2 separate regions of the Mus musculus genome follow, and region 2 is linked to region 1. Evidence: chromatin contacts called from public promoter capture Hi-C data. All regions are on one chromosome and are shown on one strand. The core of a region is the stretch at or near the end of the contact, and the rest is flanking DNA. Distances in the headings are between cores, read along the strand shown.

What was found. Promoter capture Hi-C pulls out the DNA fragments that hold promoters and counts their contacts.
Region 2: a contact with region 1 is called in a promoter capture Hi-C map of neural stem cells. The contact joins the promoter of Il20 here to the enhancer-like site in region 1. A contact is called at or near these places in 5 of 39 promoter capture datasets (the C10 cell line, the HPC-7 cell line, hippocampal neurons and 2 more) and 1 of 9 other capture datasets (liver).

Annotation. Positions count from the first base shown.
Region 1 is chr1:130,573,457-130,578,209 of GRCm38.p6, reverse strand. It overlaps Zp3r (zona pellucida 3 receptor), which reads left to right. Exons shown (of 12, transcript NM_009581.2): 11 at 122-324; 12 at 1,085-1,504. The coding sequence ends at 1,291. Among named protein-coding and RNA genes, the nearest start is that of Gm23623, 20 kb to the left of the region's middle. Within about 2 kb of position 1,624, at least 12 of the 459 cell types and tissues checked have an H3K27ac peak or open chromatin away from gene starts, as enhancers often do. A contact at or near this core is called in neural stem cells, where this site is marked.
Region 2 is chr1:130,909,030-130,914,035 of GRCm38.p6, reverse strand. Il20 (interleukin 20) reads left to right here and starts at 2,740. Exons shown (of 5, transcript NM_021380.2): 1 at 2,740-2,968; 2 at 3,237-3,302; 3 at 4,309-4,461. The coding sequence starts at 2,810.

The DNA of each region.
Region 1 (4,753 bases), core at 375-2,874:
TAGATATCAGGACTATTATAATTATCATTGAAATTAATAAGTTTTGCAGAACCTGACTGCAAGTATGTACAACGTTTCTCATGATTTTCATTGTCTAATTCAATTTGATGCCCCTTTGAAGAAGAAAACTCAACCGAGCATGCCATGAAAGGTGTGTGTCTCAAACCAATGGTCATAAATGGAAACCTGTCTGTGGAGAGAGTTATCTATGCTGAACTGGAAAATATCACCATTCAATGTGATCCTGGATATACCATAGTTGGTTCACCAAACATCATTTGTTCAAACAGAACGTGGTACCCTGAGGTACCCAGCTGTCAGATGGTGAGTGGAACAACTCAGGAAACCTCTGTGATTTCACCCTTCGTTACAGTGGCCTTTCCCCAATCTATGATGTTGTCACCTGACTCCTGCAAGGGTGCCCAGTTGGCCAGATTCACACTTATAACCATGAAGCATCATGGTGAGTTGGAAGGAGTAGATTTTTCTGCTCTGTGGCTGGATCCAGAACGTGAGAGTTGAGGGTTTCTTAGACCCAGTGCCCTGACCATAGCTTTACGGGTTTATGCTCTGTATACTTCTGCTCAGCTTCTGGATCATGCACAGGACTCCCCCTCACCTACTCTTGTGGGGTGCTCTGAATCCCCTTGCAGCTCTGTATCTTTTCTTCAGCTATACTTTCCTGCTCTTCAAGAGCCAGCTGTAGTGTCAGATACCTATAATCCTAGCAACAAGGAGGAGGGCACAGAAGGGTCCAGGGTTCATGTCTGGCCTGGGTTCTGAGCCCTATCTGAAAATACATACACACGCACACATGCACACACACACACACACACACACACACACACACACACACACACACACACACACACATACACACACACACACACACACACACACACAAACACACACACACACACACACACACCTCTCTTCCTGGTGATTCGGCCTGCATATGAAAACCTGTTAGGATGCAAAGTCTCTCCTGATTCTCTCTCTATCCATCAATGATTTCAACCTCACTTTGCCAAGAATCCCTCTCAGATTGTGTCCTTCCCTACTTATTTCTTTAAATTACCTTTAGGAGGTCCTAGAAGACTGCAGAATAGTGAGCAGAGGCGCACAACTCTTGCATTGCCTCTCAAGCCCAGAAGATGTGCACAGGGCCCTGAAGGTGTACAAGCTGTTTCTAGAGATCGAACGATTGGAACATCAGAAAGAGAAGTGGATACAGTTACACAGGAAACCTCAGTCTATGAAAATTAATAGGTCATTTAGACTTTGCAATTAGTGGACAGAGTCTCCACGCAGCAGCTGGCCTGACACACACCACCACTCCTGTTAAAAGGTTTTGGGGCCAGAAGAACTTAGGTTGTGTTTTTTTTTTTTCTGTTTTGTTTTTGAAACTATGTCATTCATTAGTGTCTAGCCATTGTGGTTCAATTTGTCTACTTGGCTGGACTCACTGAAATAGTTAAATATAAACTGTCAAATGTCCAATTTTTATGCTGTCTTTCTGTTCAGTGTGTCACAAGAGTATGATTTACCCAGAACACAAAGTCTCTGTCTAATATGTCTGTAGGTGGTTTTATTTCTTCTTTATTCTCTACCTTACAAAGACTGTGACTCACACTGTTCCAATCTCAATTCCGCTGAATTGTCACTGAATGCCATTATACAGTGTCTCATGAGCCTAGCGTCTGCCGAACAGAATGCTAATTTAAGGAACGTGTGTGTGTGTGTGTGTGTGAGAGAGAGAGAGAGAGAGAGAGAGAGAGAGAGAGAGAGAGAGAGAGGAAGAGAGAGAGGAAGAGAGAGAGGGAGAGAGAGAGAGGAAGAGAGAGGAGAGGAGAGAGAAAGGAAGAGAGAGAGAGAGGAAGAGAGAGAGAGAGGAGAGAGAGAGGAAGAGAGAGAGGGAGAGAGAGAAGAAGAGAGAGAGAGGAGAGAGAGAAGAAGAGAGAGAGAGAGAGAGAGAGAGAGAGAGAGAGAGAGAGAGAGAGAGAGAGAGAGAGAGAGAGAGAGAGGATAGAAACTTACTAGACTGCAGAGATTCTTTGGTGACCCCTGCTGGTCACAATCCACACTACAAAGATTTCTTGTCTCCCTTTAAAGCAAATTAGTTTTGTGGGTCCCTCTGAGTTATAAAAATTAAATCACATATATGCCCTGTTTGTCTTTGTCAAGCTAGAGTTATATGGGAAGAGGGAACCACAACTGCCACCTGTAGGTAAGCCTGTGGTCATTTTCTTGATTAATGATGGAGATGGGAAGGATCAACTCATTGTGAGTAGTGTCATTTCTGGACCAGTGGTTTGGGAGTATATAAATAGAAAACCGAGAAAGCCAGGAGAGCAAGCAAATTGGCAATATTCCTTCTCTGTATCAATCCCTGTCTCCATGTTCCTACTTGAGCTCCTGCCGAGTTCCCTGGATAATGGACTTTAAGCTGTATGATAGCCTTGCTCTTCCCAAGCTGCATTTGGTCATGGTTTGTTTGTTTGTTTGTTTGTTTGTTTGTTTGTTTAATCACAGTGATAGAAACCCTAACTAAGACAGATGCAATAAATTATTTCAATCTCATATTTTTGTACTCATTGTATACATGTATTTTGAATTTTATTGATGTTCATTTTTAAAATTTATTTATTTTTGTGTGCATTTGTGTTTTGCCTGCATGACTATGTGAGCATGCCAGGTCCCCTTGAACTGGAGTCACAAATAGCCGTGAACTGCTGTGTGGGTGCTGGGGACTGATCCTGGGTCCTCTGGAAGAGCAAACAGCATTCTTCCAGGATCGTTTCTTTTCAATTTCTTCAGTTTTACACACTCCATGCCTATGCCACATTTTCCTTGCCTGAGGCAGACAGATTATTGGATGATTTTCCATTTGGGGTATTATGAGCGTGCTGCTAAAACTATTTTTGCATGTGTCTTCTGTTAAGTACATGGATTTTTATTCCATGAAGATGTCTAAGGATGAAATTGCTGGTTGACTGTGAGGCTGTGTGTATTTTCTCAGTATTTTTCTAGAATGATCCTCCGAAGGGTGTTTGCACCTGCAGAAAGCAAGCAGTCTATGAATCACTTGCTCCTTTTATGCTTTCTGGGACATTCTTCTGGCCATGAAGTGTGCTCATATTAAGGTTTTTAATTTGTTGTTTCCTAAAGACTAATGAGCTCGAACACCTTATGTTTATTGTACTTTCAGATCTTGTTTTTTCTCATAAAGTGCTAATTAGGATGTGTTATCCATTTTTCTATTGGCTTGTGTGTCTCCTTGTAATTTAGTGGGCAGATATTTAAGAATTCCGGATAAATGTCTGTTCTGGGATGTGTGTTAAGGCACCTGTTTCTACACTATGAAGTGTCTTTTCTTTCCTGAAGTTTCATCCCTATAAACGTAAATTCAGAACGAAAGTGTGATGAGATGCAGCAAACCCTGTATGGCTGTAGTTTCCTTATCTGTGGACTCAACCAACTGTAGTTGAAAACTAATTTTCTCTGGGCATGGTGGTGTGCGCCTTTTAATTCCAGCACTGGGGAGGCAGAGACAGGCAGATCTCTCTGAGTTCAAGGCCAGCCTGGTCTACAAAGTGAGTCCAGGACAAAACTAAACAAGAAATAAAAAAGAAAAACATTTCTTCTAATCTTGCATCTGTAATGAACACGTGCAGGTTTCCTTTTCTTGACAATGTAACAATTCTTATATTTTTTGGTTGCCTGCCTAGCATTTAACAATTGAACCATCTATCTCTCTAGCCTCAATATAACATTTACATTGTGTTAGATATTGCACGATATTCAGAAAAACTTAAGCCATGGCAGAGCATGTGTACAGACATACACAAACGTTTTGTGATTAGGTAATATTATCTAAATTATTTGAGTTGATATTTTTGTGCCTGTCTGCAAGGAATTGAACAAGTGTCACAGTAAACCTATACTTCACATTTTCCCCCCTTATGGCCAGGATTTCCTTATATCTTGTTAGAGAAATCTACACTTACCCCAAGGTTACCAATATAACGTTCTCATGTTTCTTGTAGGATATTGTGGCAGTTTGAATGAGAGTGTCTCCATAGGCTCATATATTTGAATGTTTGATTTCCAGTTGGTAGACCACTTAAAAGGATTAACTTGCTAGTGCTGCAACCCTGGCCCCGACCATAAAATTATTTTCATTGCCACTTCATAACTGTAATTTTGCTACTGATATGAATCATTATCTAAAATCTGTGTTTTCAGATGGTGTCAGGTGACCCCTGTGAAAAGGTCATTCAACCCCCAAAGGGAGCTCATTCTAGAGGTGGAAACCCAATGGATTAGGAGATGTGGCCTTGGAGTAGGTGTGGCCTCGTTGGAGTAGGTGTGGCCTTGTTGGAGTGGGTGTGGCCTTGTTAGTGGAGGTGTGTCCCTGGGTGTGGAGTTTGAGGTTTCCAAAGCCCACTCCAAGTCCATGTCTGCCTGCATATCAGGATGTGAGCTCTCAGCTGCTATTCCAGTGTCATGTCAGCCTGTCTCCAGCCCCATTCCCACCATGATTACCCTGGGTTGATTCTCTGACACTCTAAGCAAGACCCAATTAAATGCTCTCTTTTAAAAGCTGCCTTGGTTATGATGTTTTACCACAGCAGTAATAACTAAGAAAGAAATGTACAGTTTTACTATGGTACTGAGAAATTCTTATCAGGGCAGAGAATACATTGCCCAGTAAGTTCACTGCGGGAGAAGCCTGGCCATAAGGATGTGATTC
Region 2 (5,006 bases), core at 1,491-3,990, 330 kb before region 1:
GGAAGTGTAAGCCAAATAAACCCTTTCCTCCCCAACTGCTTCTTGGTCATGATGTTTGTGCAGGAATAGAGACCCTGACTAAGACAAGTGGGGTGATTCCTCTGTGAAAAGAGTTCCATTCTCAGAGCCCCACACCAAGGCACCATAATTTTTTGGTGCAAAAATGACATCTCTCATCTTTAAAGGAATAAGAGATAGTTTACCCTGGACTGTGGTCTGGTAACACAGATTTAGGTTACCCCAAATCCCATGTTTCAATGTGGAAGTTATTTCATAAGGTTTTTATCGTTTTTATTGGAAAGAAGAGAGAAAGTTATAAACCAAGCCAAGGTCCAAATGCATTGGTGGGTACACCAGAGAGGCAAGTACAGGAAGATAGGGGAGGCTTTCTGTAGGCCCAAGATGCTATCTGATGACATTCTTAGCTTTTGGGTTGGTGCAAGCTAGTGGTCTGCTAAGCTAATAGAGTCCAAAAGGTTTCTATATATCAGTCACAAAATGTTAGTTCAGGTACAGAGGTGGGCCGACAATTGCTCTTCTGGAAGGTTAGAACTAGCCCAGGATATGATAAATAGCCTCTGGGCCTGCAACATTTCAGCTTTGCCATAGGACTAAAATTCTCTGCAGACACAGCTTCCATCCATGATTTCTTTTTCACAATAGATTTAACATACACTCACTGTATGTCAGGAAGTGACAATATCAACCTAAAACGAATCACGTGCTCCCTGTGTGCTAAGTATATATACCATATTTCATTTAAATATGAGTTTTGGAGTATGATAATCACCATTTTTGGGCTAAGAAAATAAAACTCAGAGAGATATAGGGTGTCCAACTCAGTTTGGTTTATTTGTGACTTCCCACTGAGAAAATATCTTTAACTGAGTGAACACCTTCAGTCCTGGGCAAACGCAATCAACTGACTGAGGTGGTGGGAACTGGCAGAGCAGAGATTTTGTGTGTGTGTGTATGTGTGTGTGTGTGTGTGTTTTCTTCCCTCCAAACCCACTAAAAGCTGTCAAACATATTGAAACATTAGATAAGCTTATTATAGTGCTAAATGACTATGTGTGCGTATGTGTGTTTGTGTATATGTGTGTTTGTGTGTATGTGTGTTTTTGTATATGTGTGTTTGTGTGTATGTGTGTATGTGTGTATGTGTGTTTGTGTGTATGTGTGTTTGTGTGTATGTGTGTTTGTGTGTATGTGCATGTGGAGGCATGTGGGGGTTGTCCTTCCTCAGAAGTCATCCCTCTTGTTTTTGAGACAGGAGCTCTCACTGGGAAGTGGAGCATAGTGATGAGGTAAGGCAGGGGAGCCAAGCCCAGGGATGGCCCTGCCTGTGCCCTACCAGCGTGCTACAGGCGTGCTCCAGCCTTTCACACAGGTTGGGGGTGTGTGCTAAACTCACGTCCTCATGTCTGTGCAGCAAGCACGCTACTGACTAAGTGTCTCCCTAGGAGCACTGAAAGTTGAAATATTTCACTCAGACTTCCAGTATTTTATCTGATTTTTTTAAAAGGGAAGAACACCCACAAATAATATTTTTATCATATAGTTTCAAGAAAACATATTAAAATATGAAAATACATACACAGGGGCATATGGTTCTTCTTCTGTTTCAATGGCTCGGCCTGACACCACCATATTCTGTTCCTATTTAAGATTTTAATATTGTTTGCCATGGAAAAGTTCTTGTTTGTTGTTGCATTAAAATATTCTGCCCCCACCCTAGGGCCACAGTTACCGCCAGCAGGTGAGGCCTGGAACAGCAGGATCTTGCAATGAGTTGACAGAGAATGGAGTCTCCAAAGACATTCCACAATGTGCAGTCGTTTTGCAGTCGAGGCGAGAGCCTCGTTTTGCTTATCCTATGCTATTCTAACTTTATCTTAAAACTCAATAACCATTCCCTATTAACTGAACACCCTCACTGCAAAACTGTCACGAACTGTCTCAAATGTGCTTCTGCTTTTTTTGGTGGGGTTCATTCTCTCAGCTCCTAAGATACAAGGCCAGGGAGAAAGTCTGTTACTATTGGGTCCACCGTAGTCGTGTCTTACTGAGGCTCCCATGCAGAGGGCAATGTGGAGTCCCAGGAGCCTCTGGAAGGATCCGTCTGAAGCGGAGCGCCACCAGTTCTTGCCTTTCACCAGCTGAAGGACTGTTATGAAATCATTGATTTTGTTTGTTGGCATCGGGGCTGTAGCGAATCTCTTATGCTCCATTAACCACTCTGATCTCAGAACAATGCCAAATAGAGCTAGGCTCTTTTGCCCTGTGGGTATCTGTAAAATCTAGACAATTTTCCCGCAGGTGTTTTTGGTGGCATGGTCACAGCTTCTGTGACACTGTTTTCCCCTGTAGGTCTAAGGGGACCGCAGAAGGAGTTGCAGTGGCTTTCTGAAGGGAGGGAGGGGTTGTCTACGTCAATTCTCTCCAACATGTTTTGACATTTCTTCTGATATGTCATCTTCTGTTGGTTCACTGCAAGTGTTTGCTGCTCCAGGCCTTCTCTGCTGGCAATGACTGCGGAACTGTGAAGGAGACCCAATAAAAGGAGCCATGACCTGTGGTACTACCCAGTACCTAGATCCGGAAGGGACTGGGAGGTTTCTGTCTGAAGCAGCTTTTCTTAGGAAGTTGTGTGAACACATAGCACTGCTTGCAGCTGGGGAAAGCTGTTCAGTTCCCACCCAGTGGGCAGCTGGTGCTGGCATATTCCTGGTGGCTAGATGGGAGACATCGATAGCCCTGATTGATCTCTTTGAATTTTCGCTTCTGGTCTCCAGGATCTAGGTGTAAGATGAAAGGCTTTGGTCTTGCCTTTGGACTGTTCTCCGCTGTGGGTTTTCTTCTCTGGACTCCTTTAACTGGGCTCAAGACCCTCCATTTGGGAAGCTGTGTGATTACTGCAAACCTACAGGCAATACAAAAGGAATTTTCTGAGATTCGGGATAGTGTGGTATGTAAAGGAAGGGATCCATCTTTCCTGTCTTGTCTTGTCTGTCTGTCTGTCTGTCTTCTCAGGGTATCCTTAGTAGTATGCTAATGAAAATCCAGAGGATGGAGAGACTCCAGTCCTGGACAGTGCATTTCCAAGAGATGCCTGTACTTGGTAGTTCCAAAATGCCTCTCACTAGACCCCGGCAGGAAAGAGATCAAAAGTTTTGCTATCTAAGACCTTGGCAGAAATCAGTGACCTGTCTCTTCTTGTCCTTTCTCCTGTTTAGCAAGCTGAAGATACAAATATTGACATCAGAATTTTAAGGACGACTGAGTCTTTGAAAGACATAAAGGTCTGGATTTGATCCGGGGGAGCTCAGGGAGGGTGAATCCAGAGCTTTCTCATCAGCCTGGTCTTGTCTCCTGCTCTCCCCACTGACACACTTGTCTCCTTCACAGCCTGGTCTGGTCTCCTGCTCTCCCCACTGACACACTTGTCTCCTTCACAGCCTGGTCTGGTCTCCTGCTCTTCCCACTGACACACTTGTCTCCTTCACAACCTGGTCTTGTCTCCTGCTCTTCCCACTGACACACTTGTCTCCTTCACAGCCTGGTCTGGTCTCCTGCTCTCCCCACTGACACACTTGTCTCCTTCACAGCTTGGTCTTGTCTCCTGCTCTCCCCACTGACACACTTGTCTCCTTCACAGCCTGGTCTGGTCTCCTGCTCTTCCCACTGACACACTTGTCTCCTTCACAGCCTGGTCTAGTCTCCTGCTCTCCCCACTGACACACTTGTCTCCTTCACAGCCTGGTCTTGTCTCCTGCTCTTCCCACTGACACACTTGTCTCCTTCACAGCCTGGTCTGGTCTCCTGCTCTTCCCACTGACACACTTGTCTCCTTCACAGCTTGGTCTTGTCTCCTGCTCTCCCCACTGACACACTTGTCTCCTTCACAGCCTGGTCTGGTCTCCTGCTCTTCCCACTGACACACTTGTCTCCTTCACAGCCTGGTCTAGTCTCCTGCTCTCCCCACTGACACACTTGTCTCCTTCACAGCCTGGTCTGGTCTCCTGCTCTCCCCACTGACACACTTGTCTCCTTCACAACCTGGTCTTGTCTCCTGCTCTTCCCACTGACACACTTGTCTCCTTCACAGCTTGGTCTTGTCTCCTGCTCTCCCCACTGACACACTTGTCTCCTTCACAGCTTGGTCTTGTCTCCTGCTCTTCCCACTGACACACTTGTCTCCTTCACAGCCTGGTCTGGTCTCCTGCTCTCCCCACTGACACACTTGTCTCCTTCACAGCTTGGTCTTGTCTCCTGCTCTCCCCACTGACACACTTGTCTCCTTCACAGTCTTTGGATAGGTGCTGCTTCCTTCGTCATCTAGTGAGATTCTATCTGGACAGGGTATTCAAAGTCTACCAGACCCCTGACCACCATACCCTGAGAAAGATCAGCAGCCTCGCCAACTCCTTTCTTATCATCAAGAAGGACCTCTCAGTCTGTGTGAGTAAAGGTGTTGGTTACATAGTTGGAAGGCCTTAGCAACCAGGCTCATTTTTCTTTCCTATGGATGGGTAGAGAAATTGAATCCAAAATTACTAAAGAAAACAAGAAGCCAAACAAACCAACCAACCAACCAACCAACCAACCAACCAACCAACCAACCAACGCTAACCACCCCCCCAAGAGTAACTTTTTAGAAATAATGAATATATGCTGAATTCAAAAAAGCATCCTAAAAAGTTTGAAGAAATACAAAATGCTGGCTTTTTGGTATTTGTGATTATTAGCTCATATCTGTGAAACTAGATTTTTTTCTTTTTAAAAAAGATTTATTTATTTATTTTAGTATATGAGTACATTGTTGCTATCTTTAGACACACCAGAAGAGGGCATCAGATTCCATTACAGATGGTTGTGAGCCACCATGTGGTTGCTGGGAATTGAACTCAGCAGTCAGTGCTCTTAACCACTGAGCCATCTCACCAGTCCTAGATTCTTTTCTATAGGTAATGAGTTCTACATCCTTACTAGGGCACCTTGTACTC